5 separate regions of the Mus musculus genome follow, and regions 1, 3, 4 and 5 are each linked to region 2. A link is a contact called in public Hi-C and HiChIP or PLAC-seq data. All regions are on one chromosome and are shown on one strand. The core of a region is the stretch at or near the end of the contact, and the rest is flanking DNA. Distances in the headings are between cores, read along the strand shown.

The links. A called contact is a pair of places that touch in the nucleus more often than the background predicts. HiChIP or PLAC-seq counts read pairs in DNA pulled down with a chosen protein or histone mark.
Region 1: a Hi-C map of uterus shows a contact between it and region 2, with 2.8 times the contacts expected there. The contact joins two enhancer-like sites. A contact is called at or near these places in 3 of 484 Hi-C or Micro-C datasets (embryonic stem cells, liver and uterus), 2 of 115 datasets of contacts at active chromatin or transcription factors (CD8 T cells and pancreatic cancer cells) and 1 of 9 other capture datasets (embryonic stem cells).
Region 3: an HNF4G HiChIP or PLAC-seq map of pancreatic cancer cells shows a contact between it and region 2. The contact joins two enhancer-like sites. A contact is called at or near these places in 3 of 115 datasets of contacts at active chromatin or transcription factors (CD8 T cells, embryonic stem cells and pancreatic cancer cells).
Region 4: a contact with region 2 is called in an H3K27ac HiChIP or PLAC-seq map of embryonic fibroblasts, with 3 times the contacts expected there. The contact joins two enhancer-like sites. A contact is called at or near these places in 1 of 15 datasets of contacts at CTCF or cohesin (the NIH/3T3 cell line), 16 of 484 Hi-C or Micro-C datasets (the AML12 cell line, the MC3T3-E1 cell line, bone marrow-derived macrophages and 10 more) and 6 of 115 datasets of contacts at active chromatin or transcription factors (double positive thymocytes, embryonic fibroblasts, embryonic stem cells and 3 more).
Region 5: a contact with region 2 is called in an H3K4me3 HiChIP or PLAC-seq map of bone marrow-derived macrophages, with 5 times the contacts expected there. The contact joins two enhancer-like sites. A contact is called at or near these places in 1 of 484 Hi-C or Micro-C datasets (embryonic stem cells), 2 of 115 datasets of contacts at active chromatin or transcription factors (bone marrow-derived macrophages and pancreatic cancer cells) and 1 of 9 other capture datasets (embryonic stem cells).

The regions. Positions count from the first base shown.
Region 1 is chr15:59,548,635-59,551,738 of GRCm38.p6, forward strand. All of the region lies in intron 4 of Nsmce2 (NSE2/MMS21 homolog, SMC5-SMC6 complex SUMO ligase), which reads left to right. Among named protein-coding and RNA genes, the nearest start is that of Gm36677, 68 kb to the right of the region's middle. Within about 2 kb of position 1,602, at least 98 of the 459 cell types and tissues checked have an H3K27ac peak or open chromatin away from gene starts, as enhancers often do. A contact at or near this core is called in liver, pancreatic cancer cells and uterus, where this site is marked.
Region 2 is chr15:59,678,899-59,682,248 of GRCm38.p6, forward strand. No RefSeq gene overlaps it. Among named protein-coding and RNA genes, the nearest start is that of Trib1, 32 kb to the left of the region's middle. Within about 2 kb of position 1,928, at least 192 of the 459 cell types and tissues checked have an H3K27ac peak or open chromatin away from gene starts, as enhancers often do. A contact at or near this core is called in CD8 T cells, the NIH/3T3 cell line, bone marrow-derived macrophages and 5 more, where this site is marked.
Region 3 is chr15:59,522,379-59,525,519 of GRCm38.p6, forward strand. All of the region lies in intron 4 of Nsmce2 (NSE2/MMS21 homolog, SMC5-SMC6 complex SUMO ligase), which reads left to right. Among named protein-coding and RNA genes, the nearest start is that of Gm36677, 94 kb to the right of the region's middle. Within about 2 kb of position 1,818, at least 149 of the 459 cell types and tissues checked have an H3K27ac peak or open chromatin away from gene starts, as enhancers often do. A contact at or near this core is called in CD8 T cells and pancreatic cancer cells, where this site is marked.
Region 4 is chr15:59,844,005-59,847,202 of GRCm38.p6, forward strand. No RefSeq gene overlaps it. Among named protein-coding and RNA genes, the nearest start is that of Gm36819, 22 kb to the left of the region's middle. Within about 2 kb of position 1,512, at least 69 of the 459 cell types and tissues checked have an H3K27ac peak or open chromatin away from gene starts, as enhancers often do. A contact at or near this core is called in the NIH/3T3 cell line, bone marrow-derived macrophages, embryonic fibroblasts and 3 more, where this site is marked.
Region 5 is chr15:59,454,869-59,458,249 of GRCm38.p6, forward strand. Nsmce2 (NSE2/MMS21 homolog, SMC5-SMC6 complex SUMO ligase) reads left to right here. Exons shown (of 7, transcript NM_026746.3): 4 at 445-598. Among named protein-coding and RNA genes, the nearest start is that of Nsmce2, 82 kb to the left of the region's middle. Within about 2 kb of position 1,968, at least 11 of the 459 cell types and tissues checked have an H3K27ac peak or open chromatin away from gene starts, as enhancers often do. A contact at or near this core is called in bone marrow-derived macrophages, where this site is marked.

The sequences.
Region 1 (3,104 bases), core at 352-2,851, 130 kb before region 2:
ATGCTAAAGTGTCTGATCATAGGGGGATGCAGTCTTCTCTTTGTAGCCGAATGAAATTTTCCAGGAGACCTTTTGAGCTGCCAGTTGACAGCCCTATATGACATGTCTGTTGGGCTCCTTTGGCACTCATGGCAACAAGAAACAAACCCTGCAGTTTTAAATAAGCAGTTAGAGAGCTCAGAGCAGGTGGTCATAACTCAGTATGAAGCCACCAAACACCTCATCTTCCTGACTGACACCTTTCTAAATTCTCCCAAAGACCTCAGAATACCTCCCTCTCTCAACAGCGACAGGCTTGGCATTGTTAGTGAAGGAGGCCCATGGCCTTCTTGGACCTCTCTGCAGGTCCCACAGGCTGGACTTACAAAGAGTCTTTTGACCAGGCAGCGGTGTAAGTGACTTTATGGAAGACAAGCCAGCGCTTGTTTCCTCTCTGTGCTGTAAGGGTTAAGAGTCATCACTGTGGTCACCAAGGTCAGACACCAGCTCTCAGTGTGCTGGTTCCAGCCACAGATGTGTTTGGGTTGGCCAGGGGAGTTGTATACACATGTATCTTCGGTTGCAACATACACCAGTTAGAAGGGTTCCCATCAGAATCAGCATTTCCAGCTTCTTTTAGTACTGTCTCTGACAGCACAGGCTGCCGTGTAGAGGCTGTCTGCCTCAGTGACATGGAGGTCCCTCATTGACCCTTCTACCTTGACGTAGCTTCAGCCTGGCCTACTTCCTGGATGCAGGTTTAACAGTGTTCCTACAGAGTCCTGTGCCATTTTCTCTACAATAAAAGTGAAAAGTACAAATTCTCCTCATCACACTCCTGACCTAATTTTAACAAGTTGCCAAATACTGAGTCTCAGGCCTACAGTGTGCTTTAAGATATAATTCCTAAGGGCAGCATTCTTTGATCAATCCTCTTGTAAAGTCACACAGTTGAAGACGATCCCTACCTGCTGGTGTTTCTGTGTCACAGCTCTTCTCCCTCTGCCCCATGGTTCCCAGCAGTGTACATGCTAAACATATCCTTAGTTGTCCCCTTTTGGCTGCTCATAGGTTTGAAGCTAGGCTGTCTGTGGGGAAGGGAGTGTGGAGCTGCAGAGGGGAAACGAGATACCTGTTTGGCTTCCACTGGCTTGAAAACTGAGTCATGAGTCCATAGTACAGAGGTAATGTGAACAAGTCTTTGCAAATCACTGCATCAGTAAGCCGTTTGCCCCCACCCCTTACACACCCTTTTCTCACCCGTTGTATGGCCAGCCCCTCTCTTGGTTCCATTTAGACTACCTAACCTCCGTTGGCAAAATCTGCCCTTTTCCTACCACCTCATTATTCTCTGGCCACCTGCCAACCACGTGAGGGCGATTTGAACACTGCTGAAAGCAGGCCAGCACATGGAGTCCTTAGAGACGCTGTCATGTAGTCATGACCGTGAGGAAGCATGTCTCCTGGAACTGTGGGTCACGTCACTCCACCGTTGTCATATTTCACTTTACCATCGCAGGGGTTTTGTGCATTTCTTCCAATTCCCATGACTCTGGTTTCACATGAGGTCGTGGACTTCTCAATCAAAAAGTTGCTCATAGCTTTGGTAGGTCTGAAATTTCAGAGTATTGAGCAAGGCCCGCATTGTGCTAGAACATGATCTAATAAGATTGGACTGTCAAAACAAGAAGCAGCAGTCTGGCTAAAAGGTTTTTAAGCAGGAAATCTGTCCTGTGAGAACCTCCAAAAGATGATAAACATGTAGGCTGGGGGCCGATTTCATTTTCATCTCTACCATGAACTTAAGCAGACTGAAGTAGAGGCAGAAACCGTAGATGCTATCTTTTGGTTGGGAAACTAATTGGTTGTGTAATTAGCTGTGTGAAACATCAGGAAAATATGTGAACCATTTTGTTAGGACCCTACAGAGTACTTGGGACAGAGCCCCAAAATGTCAAGTAGAGACGATGCGTCACTCAGAGTGCAGTCGGAGAGCAGGGAGTTCCTTTCCAGCCCACCAACCGTGAGAGGCGGCAAGTTATGTAACCTTTTCCGCTCCTTGGTCTTTTCATCCCTGACATGAGAATTGGGACATTATAAGATGTTCACGGGGGATAAAAGGAATAATCTGGAGCAGTGCCTGGAGCTGGAGGAGTGGCCAGTAAGCGAGAGCAGTGACTGGTAGGTACATCGCAAGTATGCTTGTGCATTCTGATCTCAGCACAGTTTCCAAAAGAAGATCGGCTGGTATCTTAGTTTTCTGCTCTTTGTGGCTCCTCACTAGTGGAACCCTGTGAAGGGAAACATCTTGTCATTCTCTGCACCATTCTCTTGTCAAGAGCACATCTCAGTGAAGGCTCAGGTCAGGATGGCCCTGGCGATGAGTCACTGTAGTTCACTTTGGCCTCCTCCTGAAGCCCACTTTTATAATTTTCCAGTTCAATTATTAAGACACTGAATATCTGCATCATACTACTGCTGGATTGCAATGTAACCACTAACCAAGCATGTTTATGCAATGCCTTATGTGTAATCACTTATAATAAAAGTAAAAGCCGGGTGTGGTGGTGCACGCATTTAATCCCAGCACTTGGGAGGCAGAGGCAGGTGGATTTCTGAGTTCGAAGCCAGCCTGGTCTACAAAGTGAGTTCCAGACCAGCCAGGGCTATACAGAGAAACCCTGTCTCGAAAAACCATTAAAAAATAAAAAATAAAAATAAATAAATAAAAGTAAAGAGTATGGCTTAGTGATGGCTTCATATTGGCTAAAGGGGAAAGCCCGCGCCGTCTCTCAGCATGTTAGATTAATCCCTGCAGTGGAAACTAGATTGATTCTGACAGAGTAGCTGGAAGTCTAGTCAGCTGCCTGCTTGCTTCCTCCTTGCTGCCGTTGTGTAATGGGCAAAGGTGTGCTCTGGGGACCACTGAGGCATTTGGTTTTGCCCCTGGCAGAGGACTTGGATCTGATTCCCAGCAGCAGCAGCCGCAGCAGCAGCAGCAAAAGCGGCAATCCCTTTCCTCTGCCGAGTCATTGCCAGCTAAGGAAACAACTGTCCTCAAGTGCTGCGTGGGATCAGACACCAGAGAGAAAGAAATCCCGTTAGCTCATTTAATTAATTGTTTT
Region 2 (3,350 bases), core at 678-3,177:
CATTGAGATTATGTGGTGTGACTTGCCATATCGAATTAATCTAGTGTTGGTGACTGAACCCAGGACTTCATGCATGTTGAGCAAGCACTCTACTGATTGAGCTCTGTCCTCTTTCCAAATCAACCACTCTAAAATGAACAACCCAGTAGTATTCAGCTCTCCACAGGCCTGTGTCACCAGCAACCACCTCTGTCTTCAATAAGCTTTCATTGGCCAAGAGGAAGCCTCAGATCTACGAAGCATCTGCCCTACATTTGAACACTGAGTAAGGCACACAGGGTGTGGCCTTTGGGGTCATACTTCTTCCTAGCTCCTGTCTCTGACATGCCGTGTGTATGGCTTGTGCCAGTATCAGTGCTATAGATGAGGAAACTTTGGTACACAGTTAAGTAATCCACCCACGACTGTTTAACCAGTAAGTAGCCGAACCACAAATCCTCACGGTGTGGCCCTGGGGCCTTGTTCTAGAAGCCTGAGCCATGTAGCAGGGTAGGAAACAACTCTAGAGGTCGAGGAGACGAGTGGAGGAGGGTTGTAGGGTTGCCTGCCTTTCCAGACTGATAGCCCGAACTCCTGGCTAGTTTGACTGCTGTTTGCCCTGTGACCGGTAGCTCTTTCTACATCTCAGTTTCCCTGTCCACACAGAGTTTAGAGTCTGTCTTGAGTTGCTGTGGGAGGCTTGACTGACAGTTCTTGGAAACCTCAGAGTTCTATATGAGCACAGCTATGGCGAGGATCTCTAAGAACTTCCCTGGCACCTAATATATCCCTGACAGAGCTGGCACTCCAATGGGTGAACAGTGGGCACCCTGATCTTCTTGCTCAGTCTGGAGAGCTGCAGGCCCCACCTGGAGGGCACTGTGTCAAACACAGACTTGAAGGAACAAGGCCTTCTATAGAATCTGTTCCAGGCCTGCTAACCTACAGCATACGAGGAAAGCCTACAGTTCATAGGCTGGGGACAGAGCCTTGCTTGGGACAGTTCTGTTGTCACTTTGGAAACCCACTGTCCCAGGCAAGAAGGATTAGAAGGGCAAGGGTACAGAGATGAGAGCAAAGGGGCTGGTGCCCTGTCAGAGTGAGCTTCTAGGATCTCCCCAAGAGAACTCTAGCAAAAAGCTATTAATTCCTCTCTAAGAAGTCGGGTCTCAGAGCTTTCCTTCTGGGATCAAATGAGATGTGACATCATAGGATGAATTGCCAGAGAACAGCATTGTGACTCTCACCCCCCAGTGAGCCCTGGGGTTTGGGGGACAGGTGTGGAATGGTTTTGTGAACTAAGGAAAAAGCAAATGTGGGGTGTGGTATCCTCACAGCAGCTCATCGCTGCTCTTCCCTCTGGTGCAACCTTTTCCGCTTTAGTCTTGTTTAAATCCCAACACTTCCCGTTCCAAATGAAGAACGTTCCAGAATGCTCCGTTAGCACACGGGTTAGTTTATGGGTGATTTATCAGGGCAGTTTCCTGGATTATGGCCTCATCTTCTCTCAGCAAATCCTGTTGAAACACACTTCTGTCAGCTGTAAACCCTGAATGTGGGAAAAGAGCTGACACACAGGCTCCGTCTCCGGAGTAGCGCATTCCCGAGTGTGGGCAGTTCACCAAGACCAGGAAACCTCCGGTTCGGCTCGAGAAGAGGTCACCCTGTGGGCAGGGGCAGCCCTCAGCTGATTGGGACTCGAAGGAACCAGGATTCAGAAATCCTAACCTGGTCTGCCTGGGTTACAGATTCTCTTGCCAGCCCTGGGGGACCAGCTTCCCTCTCCTACCCACTGACCAGTAACGACAGGCTGGATGTCTCTGGGACATTCCGGAACAGGACACAGCTGAGGTTTGACCCAGGCTGCATGGGTCTATGGACACTGGTGAACCGTGAACGGCTTGCCCTGGAGTGACCATCCTGTCCTCGGGCTCTGTAGAAACAGCCCGAGGCACTCAGCCCCAGCCTCCTTCCTGCTTACTGAGACCTTGACCTCTTGCGGTGCCTCTGTGGAGCTGCAGGGCGGCTAGGAAATGAGTTAAGCCGGCATTTCCCACTCCAAGGCTGAGCCCACCCCCGTTTATCCAGCCTTCCCAGAGCAGCAAGGGCTATTTTTTTCCTTTTCTTTTCTTTCTCCCTTTGTAGCATTTCCTGGTTTTCAGCCGAATGAGTCACTTCCTTCTCTGGGTTCCACATAAAACTCAAAAGGTAACTTTTCTCTATGAGTGGATTTTATTTTACCAACACTGATTTTTTTCCCCTTTCTCACTCTTATGGACATGGAAGATGTGCATATTTCTTTTCCTCTTTTCGCTTTGGTTTCTGGGAAGCCTGGAGTCCAGTATGAGGTTCCTCTTGATCAAGTGACTGCTCTGAGCCTTCTAAATTAACTTTGTCCCCGTTTTTCATCTTCAAGCCAAGCCTTTCTTTTTCCATTTTTGATTTTTATGGTATTTGTATTATCAATTTTATTTTAATTGAGGGTTTTATTTACATTTTATTCGAGCGTGTGCTTGAGCGCGTGTGTGCGCACGTAGAAGTCAGAGAACACTCTGTGGGAGTCCATTGTCTTCCTCCATTTTATGGGTCCTGGGGATTTGGTTACAAGCGTCTTTACCCACTGAACCATCTCACTGGCTCAGCAATAGTATTTTTCATGATAGAACTTACATAAATAAAATGTATCCAAGTCAAGTATAGAGTTTGAGGTGACTAATCTTGGTTTTTCAACTTAACTGTGTCTGGAATCAATAAGACCAGGTGCCAAGTGTTCCTGTGAGGGTTTTCTTGATTAGATTATTTGAAGTGGGAAGGTGGACCCTAAATGTGGGCGGCATCTTCTGGCTGCTGCACAGATAAGGGAACATGGAAGAGGGATTTTTTTTTTTTTTGTTTTGTTTTGTTTTGGTATTTTTGACACAGTGGTTCATTATATAAGCCCTGGCTGGCTTAGAACTCAGTGTGTAAACCAGCCTGGCCTCAAACTCATAAGATCATAAGAGACCCACCTGTCTCTGCATTTCTAGTGTTGGGCTTCAGTCTAATATTTGTGCCATGGGAATCAGAGAGATAACTAAGAGGTTTAGAGCAGTGGCTGATTTTCCAGAGGGCATGGGTTCAATTCCTGGCACCCACATGGCAGCTCACACCTGCTTGTAACTCCAGTTCCTCTTCTGGACTCTGCAAGAGGCTCGACGTATGTGCAGGCAAAATACAGCAGATTAAAAATTTTTTTTTGTAAATATTTATTTATTTTATTTATATGAGTACACTGTAGCTGTCTTCAGACACACCAGAAGGCATTGGATCCCATTACAGATGGTTGTGAGCCACCATGTGGTTGCTGGGATCTGAACTCAGGAAGAGCAGTC
Region 3 (3,141 bases), core at 568-3,067, 160 kb before region 2:
GGGAGCCCTTACCAGCGGAGCAAAACTAAACTCGTTCAGATCTTCTCTTCTGCCATACTGTTGCTGAGCCCGTTTCCTGTTCCCTGGCGGCCTTCCATGAGTCCCTCTGATGGCAAGTCCCCTTCTCGCTTGCTTCTGCAGAGCAAAGGACTGGTTGTTTTGAGGCCCTACTTCTTGCTTTACTTTTGGTCACACTGCATCTTCTGCCCACTCCGCTGTCCTCCTATCTCTGGCTACAGAATATCACTTAGATAAGAGCACACAACGATGTTTCATGTATTTTCCCTGATGATGTACACAGTGCCTGGTACAGTGTCTGCCATGGTGGAAAGCCCACGAACATTTGAACAGAGAAGAAGCCAAAAGACAAAGGAGAGTAGATTGGACCCTGCTGCTGTTCTATGTGCATGTACGCATTTCCTTTTTAAGGTTTCATTGTGTATATTCATCAGCGTCTATTTTCTTCTCATCCCTAGAAGCCCAGTGAAGTTAGTGCTGTCATCCCTGATACGTATGTGCAGAGAAAACTCATAGAAGTCACTCTGCTTGTAGGGGGAAGAACTTCCTGTCTTTCACAAGCCTGCTCGATGCCGTCACTTCTGAAAAGCCTTAGTATGCCCCTAGCCTTCCATGGCACTGTTCACTCATGGGCGTCTCTACAGAAATGACATTGTGCGTGGCTCCTGTGCCAGGTGCATTACGCCCTCCTCCTTGCCACTGCTTACATGAGGGCTTCTGGTATGTGGGGTCTTTGACAGTTTTCACTTTCTGTCTCACACTCCATATGCCAGTCTTAGCTCTATAACCTCAGACAAGTTATGAGTTCCTCAGGTGGGTGGAAGTGTTTCTTCTTTTATGTGACCCTTGTTGGACATACATAAGGGATTGTTGCGTAGTGACCATTTCCCGTCTGCTGAGTTGGAGGCTCTGGGACATGAGTCTGGTAACGTCTTCATCACTAGGCTGTTCTTCAGATCTCACTTGCATCTTTCTGTTGTTCCCTGCAGAGGGCCTCCCCTTCTCCAGTAGCCTGTCTGCCTCTTCCAGTCAAGCACTGGTAGTCCTTAGATATGACGAATATGGTGACTAACTGAGAAGCCTCTTTGTAAAGACCTCAAAAGCAATCACAGGTTTAAATGTGTGTTTGCAGATAAATACATACATATGTTTGCATATAAACAAAGATTTTGTCATCTTCTTTAAGTGCTTAACTCGCATGTGCTTACTAAGACATCTCTGCAGACTGTAAATTAAAAGAATAGCCAGCCACCGAGAGTTCCAAGACCAAGAGTTCCAAGACAAAAAATCCGCAAAAATTCTTTGAAAAATTTTTGGCTAGAAAATTATTTTAATTGACTTTTTAGTACAACTTTTGATGTTAAATATAATGTCAGTGGCAGAGAATCTAAAATAATAAGCATACTTGGGATCTTTAAAAATCCATTGTCAGTGTCCACCATGTGCAGATTTTAGTTGATTATAGTGAAATGACTGGCGGGGAGAAAGAAAGGTGTTCTAGTAAGTACTCATAAGGAATTCCAGAAGCTTCTGGGAGCTAGGACCACTGGTTCTGGAGGCACTGCACCATCTTTGGGTTCTCCAGTGGCATGGAGGGCTGCTTCTGAGCAGGCCTGGCCCTCCTCTCAGGTTTGCTTCTCAGCTTTCCCTGGTTCCTTTGGAGGAGAGGAAGTGTGTGTGTGTGTGTGGGGGGGGGGGGGGGTCTGGAGAAGCCTGAGGGCAGAACCCATGGGTTGCTGAAGTGAGCGAGCCCTGTGGTTGCCATGCCAAGGCCTGGCTGGTGCTGGCTCAAGCTCCGTGTTTGCTTTGTGGGAGCATGCCGGAACTGACCTTTCACTTGCCCTTCACGCTCTGGGTGACTCAAACGCTGAGCCATTGTTTTAGGAACTGATTATGCTTTGACAGTATGGCAGAGGTATTTCCTCAGTGCTGGGCCGAGGCTGGGAGGTGGGTAGATTTTGGTATGATTTTGCTTCAATTGGGAGGACCGCTTTTCTCTTTCTTTGGGTATTGTTTTGCTTTTTCCATCTGTAATACACATGCCAGTCCCAGATGCTGAAATTCACCTGAACCTGTCCAAAAATTGCCAAGAGATCTTGTAGCTTTCACTGGCAGCTTGTAGCCTTAGTGTGGCATTTCTGTTAAAGGCTCACTCTATCCTTGCCATCATATGGAGGCCAAGAGTCAAAACAGACAAATGTGGAAATGTAAGCCATATAAAGCTCTGTGCTTGTAAATCTTCATAGTAGAGCAACTATAACAGTGTGAAGGGAGGCTTTTATTACGTAGATTCATGGAATCTGCCCTCTCTGAAAGTTTGGAGTTGCCGGTTAAATACGTATGTATTTTTCAAAGGAAATCATCAAAAAGGACATTCCGCTCTTATTACAAAGTTATTTTAGGGGTAAATATTTTGATAGATGTGGTTCGGTGCACCTGGGAGCTGAGCCGTAGCTTGAGGCGGTTAGAACAGATGGAGCTCTGAGATAGTTCAAGGCTTGGGTTTTCCCCTGTGCAAGCACATGGCTGGTGGGCCGCAGGAACCTTAACTTTCTCCATGCTGATGTTAGAAAAGTAGCTTTCTTATGGAAAGGTCTCATTACTGAAGCGTTCGGGGACCATCGTAGGTCTTCTCTGAAATAAATGTATAGTGAGGTCTGTTGTGTACACACATTTTATTAAGAGAGAGAATGCAGTCTCTGGCCAGGAGTAAGTCATGTCAGGACTGCCTACATTTGCATCAAATGCAAAGGTCTGGGATTTGGGCGCTGACTGACTGACAGGAACAGCAGAAGCTTAGCAAGACAGAAAGACTGCTGTGAGCTTCCTTCTTTTTTGAAGTTGAGTTGAATCACTAGTCAGATTGAAATCCTAGCATATAATTTTTAAAAATAGTCTAGTGTGTCATCCAACCTTGTCAGGAAATCAGTGTACACGAGCACAGCTCTGGCTGCTTCCCGTGCTCACCTGCCATTTCAGTAGAGAGCTTGCTTGGCTAGGGACATTCTACAATTCTAACACTTCTCCCTCTTTGACTAAAGTGATCTTTTGTCAGCCATGAAAGTATTTGTCCTTGTGAAAGTCACCTCGTAGGAGCCGGGTGGTTTGGTAACCTGAGTCCAG
Region 4 (3,198 bases), core at 262-2,761, 160 kb after region 2:
CTTGCCATGACCAGAAGACAGCACTTCACAGAACCCCTCTCCATCCTCCAACCTTTGTCAGAGAAACTTCTTACAGTAGTTGGTAGTGGTTACTACAGGCATGGATTGCTATTCAAGTGCTGAGAATAAGCAACAATAAAAAAATAATAACAGTAATTAATAGTCAGCTATAGATGGGATATCCCCAAGGTACATGGCACACTCCAGAAGAGGGGACAGAAAGAATGTATGTATACATAACACAGGCACAGCTTCCAGAGTCTGTTTAGTGTTGTTTTGTATGCACAGGCTGACCACTTGGGATTAGACAACCTATCAGGGGTCACTGTTCTTGGAGAAAGCTGGTTCTTGAAGTCCCCCAATGATCATCTGTAGCTCTTTGTCTAGGCATGGAACTTTGTGAAATTTTCCCATCTACCTTGGCACATCAACTGGAGTTGTTATTATGCAAGTCTTGATTAGACAACCATATTGAGATTTCATGGGTGTAGCTTTCCTGTCATGTCTAGATGATACTATCTAACACTGAGTGTCCTGGTTCTCTGGCTCTTATGATATTTCTGCCCCTTCTTGGGAGGTTTCCCCCAAATGATGCACTGTGATTGTATATGGGTCAGCACTCTGCATTGAGACGAGATTACTTCTTGTCTCTGAAACTGGATCTTGAGAGCTTACTTAAGTCCAGAGTCAGGATAGAGATGGGATGTAGCGTCTGGTGCAAGATCGGATCATGTTTGGCCTCAGTTCATTGAACTGGACTTAAATGAATCTAGTCATATTGTAAGTTATACCTGCACATTCAAACTATCACCCATAAGGATCATTCTACAGATATCAATGACCTTGAAACAACCGTTCCCTGGAGAATGAGATTCATTCCTGGTTCTCGATATGAATACGGCATTGGTAGTCTAGGTGGTAACTCACTCTTTTCTAGACTTGAAAGAATTAGAATGTTAAAGAGAAAAGTGTTGGGGTACCAGGCAAGTGACACTGTAGCCCACTGTGGAGGCTGAATGATGGCAGACAGCATGAGTTCTGGAATCCCACTGTGTGCACTGATTGAACTATGTCCTGGCTGTGTGACTTTAGGCTAGTTTCTGAGTCTGTCTGCTCTTCGTTGACCATGACGGTAAGTTGAGGATTCGTCACCTACCTTACAGAATGGTTGAGTATGTTAGCAAAAAGGGAATGAATGGGTCTGTGCTTACCACATAGCAGATGTTGTGCAATTGTTCCTTCCTCATGTCCCTGCCCTGCACTGGGCTGGAATGTCTCCCCGGTGATCCCACCTAACAGGACTTGTTATGTTCTAGTTGTTAATCTCCTTCCCATATTAGTTCATGGCTGTGTTCCTGGTGCCTAGCAGCCGAGTGCCTGAGACATCCCTGGTGTTCCGTGTTATTCTTAATAATATTTGTCAGGAGGAATGAAAGGATTCAGAGATCAGCTGGCCCAAGCTGGAGCCCTGAAGATCAGTGTTACAGGAATTAGGTGTGAGTCATCTAGGCATGTGGCCATGGCCTGAGGAAGCCTGCTTCTAGGTCCGGAATAATCCGAATCTTCCAAGGGGAGGCACATGGAGACAGGAAGGGCTTACTCAATACCTGCTCTGGGCCAGAGGTTGACATGAGCTTGTCCCTCACTGAGGCACACGGTGTTAGAGCAGGTCATCACCAACAGATGGCACTCTGATGGCCAAATGGAGGAGCCCTCAGGGTCCTACTCTCTCGGTCCACCTGCCCAGACATGGGAGGAAACTGGGCAAAGACTTAGAGTTGAGCAGAAAATCCAACCTTTTTCTCTTGCCAAACCACCTCTGCAAATTATGATGCCTTCAGAGTCTGGGTTTCCTTCTTAAACAAAATTCTGAATCAGTTGTAATTCCTGTCCTGTGAGGAGGAGAGAAAAAAACCTTTTCTCCCACAGGTACAACTTCCTGTTAATGTTTCCCTTTTAAAAATTAGCACATATTGTATAACACAATTAAATCAAATAATCAATGTTACCACAACACTCTTCTATATGTATATTATGAACTTTGGTCTCTTGCTTCATTTCCTATTTATTTTGTGTGTATGTGTGTATGAGTGTGTGTGTGTGTGTGTGTGTGTGTGTGTGTGTGTATGTGTAAGCCAGAGGACATATCTGAGAGCCCTTCCTTAAGAACATTAGCCTTTGTTTGTTGATTCAGGAGCCAATATGTATGTATGTATGTATGTATGTATGTATGTATGTATGTATACATATACATACATATATTTATAATAAATGACAGGGTCTTGTTATATAGCTTAGTATGGCTTCAAACTCATGATGCTCTTGCTCCCCTCACTGCTGGGATTGCTCCTGTGTACTGGCATGCTCCGTTTCATCATTTAGATCTTAATTTGACACCTGTTTCTATTGTACTGTTCTGCAAGCTGCTGCTCAAAGTAATTTATGAGTATTGGCTCACTCTAACCATCTTGCTGGCCTTAGAAGATTGGTACCATCATCCCTACCTGATGGGAGATTGAAGCACAGAGATGCAAGGTGTATCACTTATGACCTATAACTAATGTGTCATAGGAATGGGGGACCAACTGGCTAGTTCCAGAATCAGGGCTCAGAATGACTCCATCTCATTGTTGTCTCGCTTGCTACCTTCATATACGGCTCAGACAACCTACCAAGGAACCATTGCTGCTGAGAGATCTAAGGATATAGGGGTTCCAAGGAGACATGCTTGCTCAAGTTTGCTCAGCTGCATGAGGTGGGGCGGCAACCGAGACTCATGATGTCTGATTCCTGAGTGGCAGCAGGCTGGGCTAACTGACCAGTCTACAGAGGAAAGAGGTCTTCCCTTAGAGGTTCAGAATCCGTGGGTGCCTCCCAGAGAGTCCTTTTCCAATCTGTTTTGTTTTTTTTTTTCTTCCCTGTCTGCTTCTTCGTCTGCTTCATGTTCAATGTCAGTGTCAGTGCTGATGGTAGCAGGCATCTTGTCTTGCCTTTGACCATGATGGGGTGCTGCTAAGGCTTCCTCTTCTCTCTTTAGAGCTTTCTTCCTTTCTATTTACTGGATCTCCTTCTGTCTCTAGCCAAGCTCTGCATCAGCAGCAGCAAGATGGGGTATGGACCATGACTCTGTCTCTTGCTTGCAAGAGAACTTGGGCAAGCTGCATAACCTCTCTGCTTTTCAGTGAATCAGCCTTTAGC
Region 5 (3,381 bases), core at 718-3,217, 220 kb before region 2:
TTGGCCTTGAACAGAACAAGCAGGACACTCAACTCCTTGTTAGACCAGGGAACTGTAGAAAGTCAAAACCTTAGTTTCTCTTGTTAATGTAGGGATCACTGTCACCCACAGATCAAGGGCTGCAAGAGGATGCTGAACTGAAGATGGAATAAACACTATTGCATGTAGAGATGGGCTGAGCAGATCCAGGTGAAAGAAGAGGGGTGAAGGCCAGGTCTGGGCCAGTCGCCTCTTCTGCAGGGTTTAACAAGTTCATGGACTTAGTGACAGGCTGTGTAGAGCAGGAAGGCAGGGTGGGCGAGCCTGTCACTTTTTCTGAGTAGTCTCGTGAGAGGATCTGTTCTCTCTCATACTGTCTTTTGAATTAAATGAGATTAAGACAGTTGTATAGCCCTTGTTGATACTCATTATCTCTAACGAACATGAATTTATGGTCTTTCTTAGGTAAAAGAAGAACGTCCAGAAAAAGTACCAGATTTAAAATTACTGGTAGAGAAGAAATTTTTGGCTTTACAGGATAAGAACTCTGATGCCGACTTTAAAGAGAATGAAAAGTTCGTGCAGTTCAAGCAACAGCTGAGGGAGCTGAAGAAGCAATGTAAGTCAGCCGCTTCGCTCTGGCTTCTTGAGATGAGGGGCCTGACCTGTGAGCAGTGTCCGCTTCTCTGCTTGCTCCATCCTCTGCCTGAATGGCTTGTCTTGTTGCAGTTTCGTGTTTGTCTAATACTGATTCCAATTGCCTGTCTATTTCTGAAGCCAACAGTTTCCACAAAGTGTCTCACTGCTGGGGAGGGGACTTGGGAAAACAAAATAAAACTAAAAACCATTTTATTAAGATAACAATGGTAATTCTTTCAAAACGTAAACTGCTGTGCCAAGCTCTGAAGTACATTTGTTCCCATTTGCTGCTGTGGGGCAGCGTTGGTGAGGTTTCCTCGGGGATTCCTCCCAAATGCTTAAAAGTCCCTCTGATACTGTACCCTGGGTACTATAAGTTCCATGTGATTTTAAAATTGGCTTAAATGCTTGTTAACAGTTAGGGTTTTGACTTGAAAATGAGAGTGAGGAAAATAATTCATTTTACATACGCACACCCCTACCTTACAGAGTGTACCAGAAATAATATATCTTCTCCACAGTGAGGAAAATAATCCACTGTGTACACACACAGACACGGACGGACGGACAGACAGACAGATAGACAGACAGACACACACACACACACACACACACACACACACACACACACACACACACACAGTACCAGAAGTAGTAAACCTTCTCCATGTGGTCCTCAGAGCAATGTTAGTGAGTTAGATCTTTTTTTTTCTTGTCTAGGCAGCTGTTTAGTTGTATAGGGATTTGTTTGTTTGTTTGTTTTATTTGTTTTAGGATTGAGACACGATTGTTCCTTAAAGAATTGAAGAGGAAAGTGAATGACTTTTTTCCCTTTCAAACGTTAGCCTTCTTTCACACTTATGTGTACACTGACAGAGCAGGATGTTATGTGATGTAAATTCATTTTGTGTCTTTCTATGTACTTAGTGTAGAGATTCATGTTTTGAAGTTGGCTTTCTTTTGGTTTTTTTGGTTTTGTTTTTTTGTGGGTTTTTTTTTTTTTTTTTTTTTTTTTTTAGGTTTTTTGAGACAGGGTTTTCTCTGTGTAGCCCTTGCTGTCCTGGAACTCACTGTGCAGACAAGGCTGGCCTCTAATCCGCCTGCCTCTGCCTCCCAAGTGCTGGGATCAAAGGCGTGCGCCACCATGCCCGGCTGAAGTTGGCCTTCTTTTAAGTAAAGTATTTCTTTAAATTGGTGCTGAGATCTCAAAAATGACTGAGGAAGCTGCTTCACTTTTGTCTATTTTACAAATAACTTAAGTTTCACAATTTAGAATGTTTTGCAATCCTGATGAGACTATTGCTGTTCTGTAGATCTAAACAGTAAGCAGTTTCCCTCGATTTGGTTCTTGATTGAGCATTGTCACTATCACAATCTTTCTCAAATAATTTTATGCAGTTCCCCAGTAGAGCAGAATCCCCAGAAGAGAGAAAGTGGGGCTTTCAGGTTTTATGTCTGCCATAGCAGACATGTTTGTAACTTTAGTGCCCTTGAATTCAGTCTTACACATTATGACAGACCTAATGCCTCACCTCTTATTTTAAAGATATTTTATAATAAAACCGAGGAATAAATATATAAAAAGTATGTTTCTTCCTCCTTTGTTACTTATTCACAAAGTTATTGTTCCATAAAAGAAATTATAGGGAATTTTAGAATAAATGGTCTTGGGGAAATTTCTAATCAGAAGCATATAATGCAACCAAATTAATGTTTAAATTGTGATTATTACTTTTTTAATATGGGGAAAGAGAAAGAGAGAGGAGAGAGAAGAGAGATGTGCTTCCCCAAGTCCAGCCATATACATCATTTGGATAGTTAAATCTAATGACAAGTAAATTTATATTGAAAAGAACACTTCCTTATGTAAGAGTTCCCCATGCGTTGCAACACTGGGAATAACAGAAGTTTCCCTTTAATTTCCCCTGAAATGTTATTTTAAAAGGTCCTGATCTTAAATAGCAGAGCAAACAAAATATCAATACTCTTTTAAAGTGCTATATAAGATACTTTGTGGCGCTTGCAAAATGGAATTGTTAGCTTAGTGTTTTGAGTACTGCCAGTTACTTCTGTAGCATGTCTGATAGGTTTTGTTCTTTAGATTTCACTCTGCTGTGACGGTCCTGATGGAACAGGCTTGTGCAGTGGTTATGTGTCCAGATCCAAGGTACACTGTGACTTATTAAAGGGGCTAATGGATCCATCCGCTTTGAAATATGTTCTGGAGTTAAGGAGTTGTTGTAATTTGTAGTAATAATATTTGGTTTTTTTTTTAATTTGGAAAATATAAGTGAGAGGGAGACACATACACAAACACACACAGACAAAGTCCCTCATCTGTAGTTGCCTGTTTTGATGAAGTAAAAGCTATAGTGAGAACCCTGCAGGCATGATGACATGTACCTATAATCCCAGCACACAGGAGGTAGAGGCAGGAGGATCGCTGCCCCGTGAGGCCAGCTTGGACTACATAGTAAGTTCCAGGCTATCCAGGGCTATATGACAAGACTCTGTCTTAAAGATAAAAAATGACTGAAGTATGTATATAAAGGGTTGTTCTTTTATGTAAACAACCATAATATTTTCTCCATATTCCTCATGTGAGCTACAGTTGCAGGGAATTTAAGTTATCAAATCATAATTCAGTTAAAGAAATGTCAGGTAGTTCTTGAATGGGGTAAGGTCAAGGTGGGGGTGAAGGTGGTTGAGTCTGGTGGACAGTGTTCTCCACTGCACTCACAGTTGACCCTGCTAAGCAGCTGG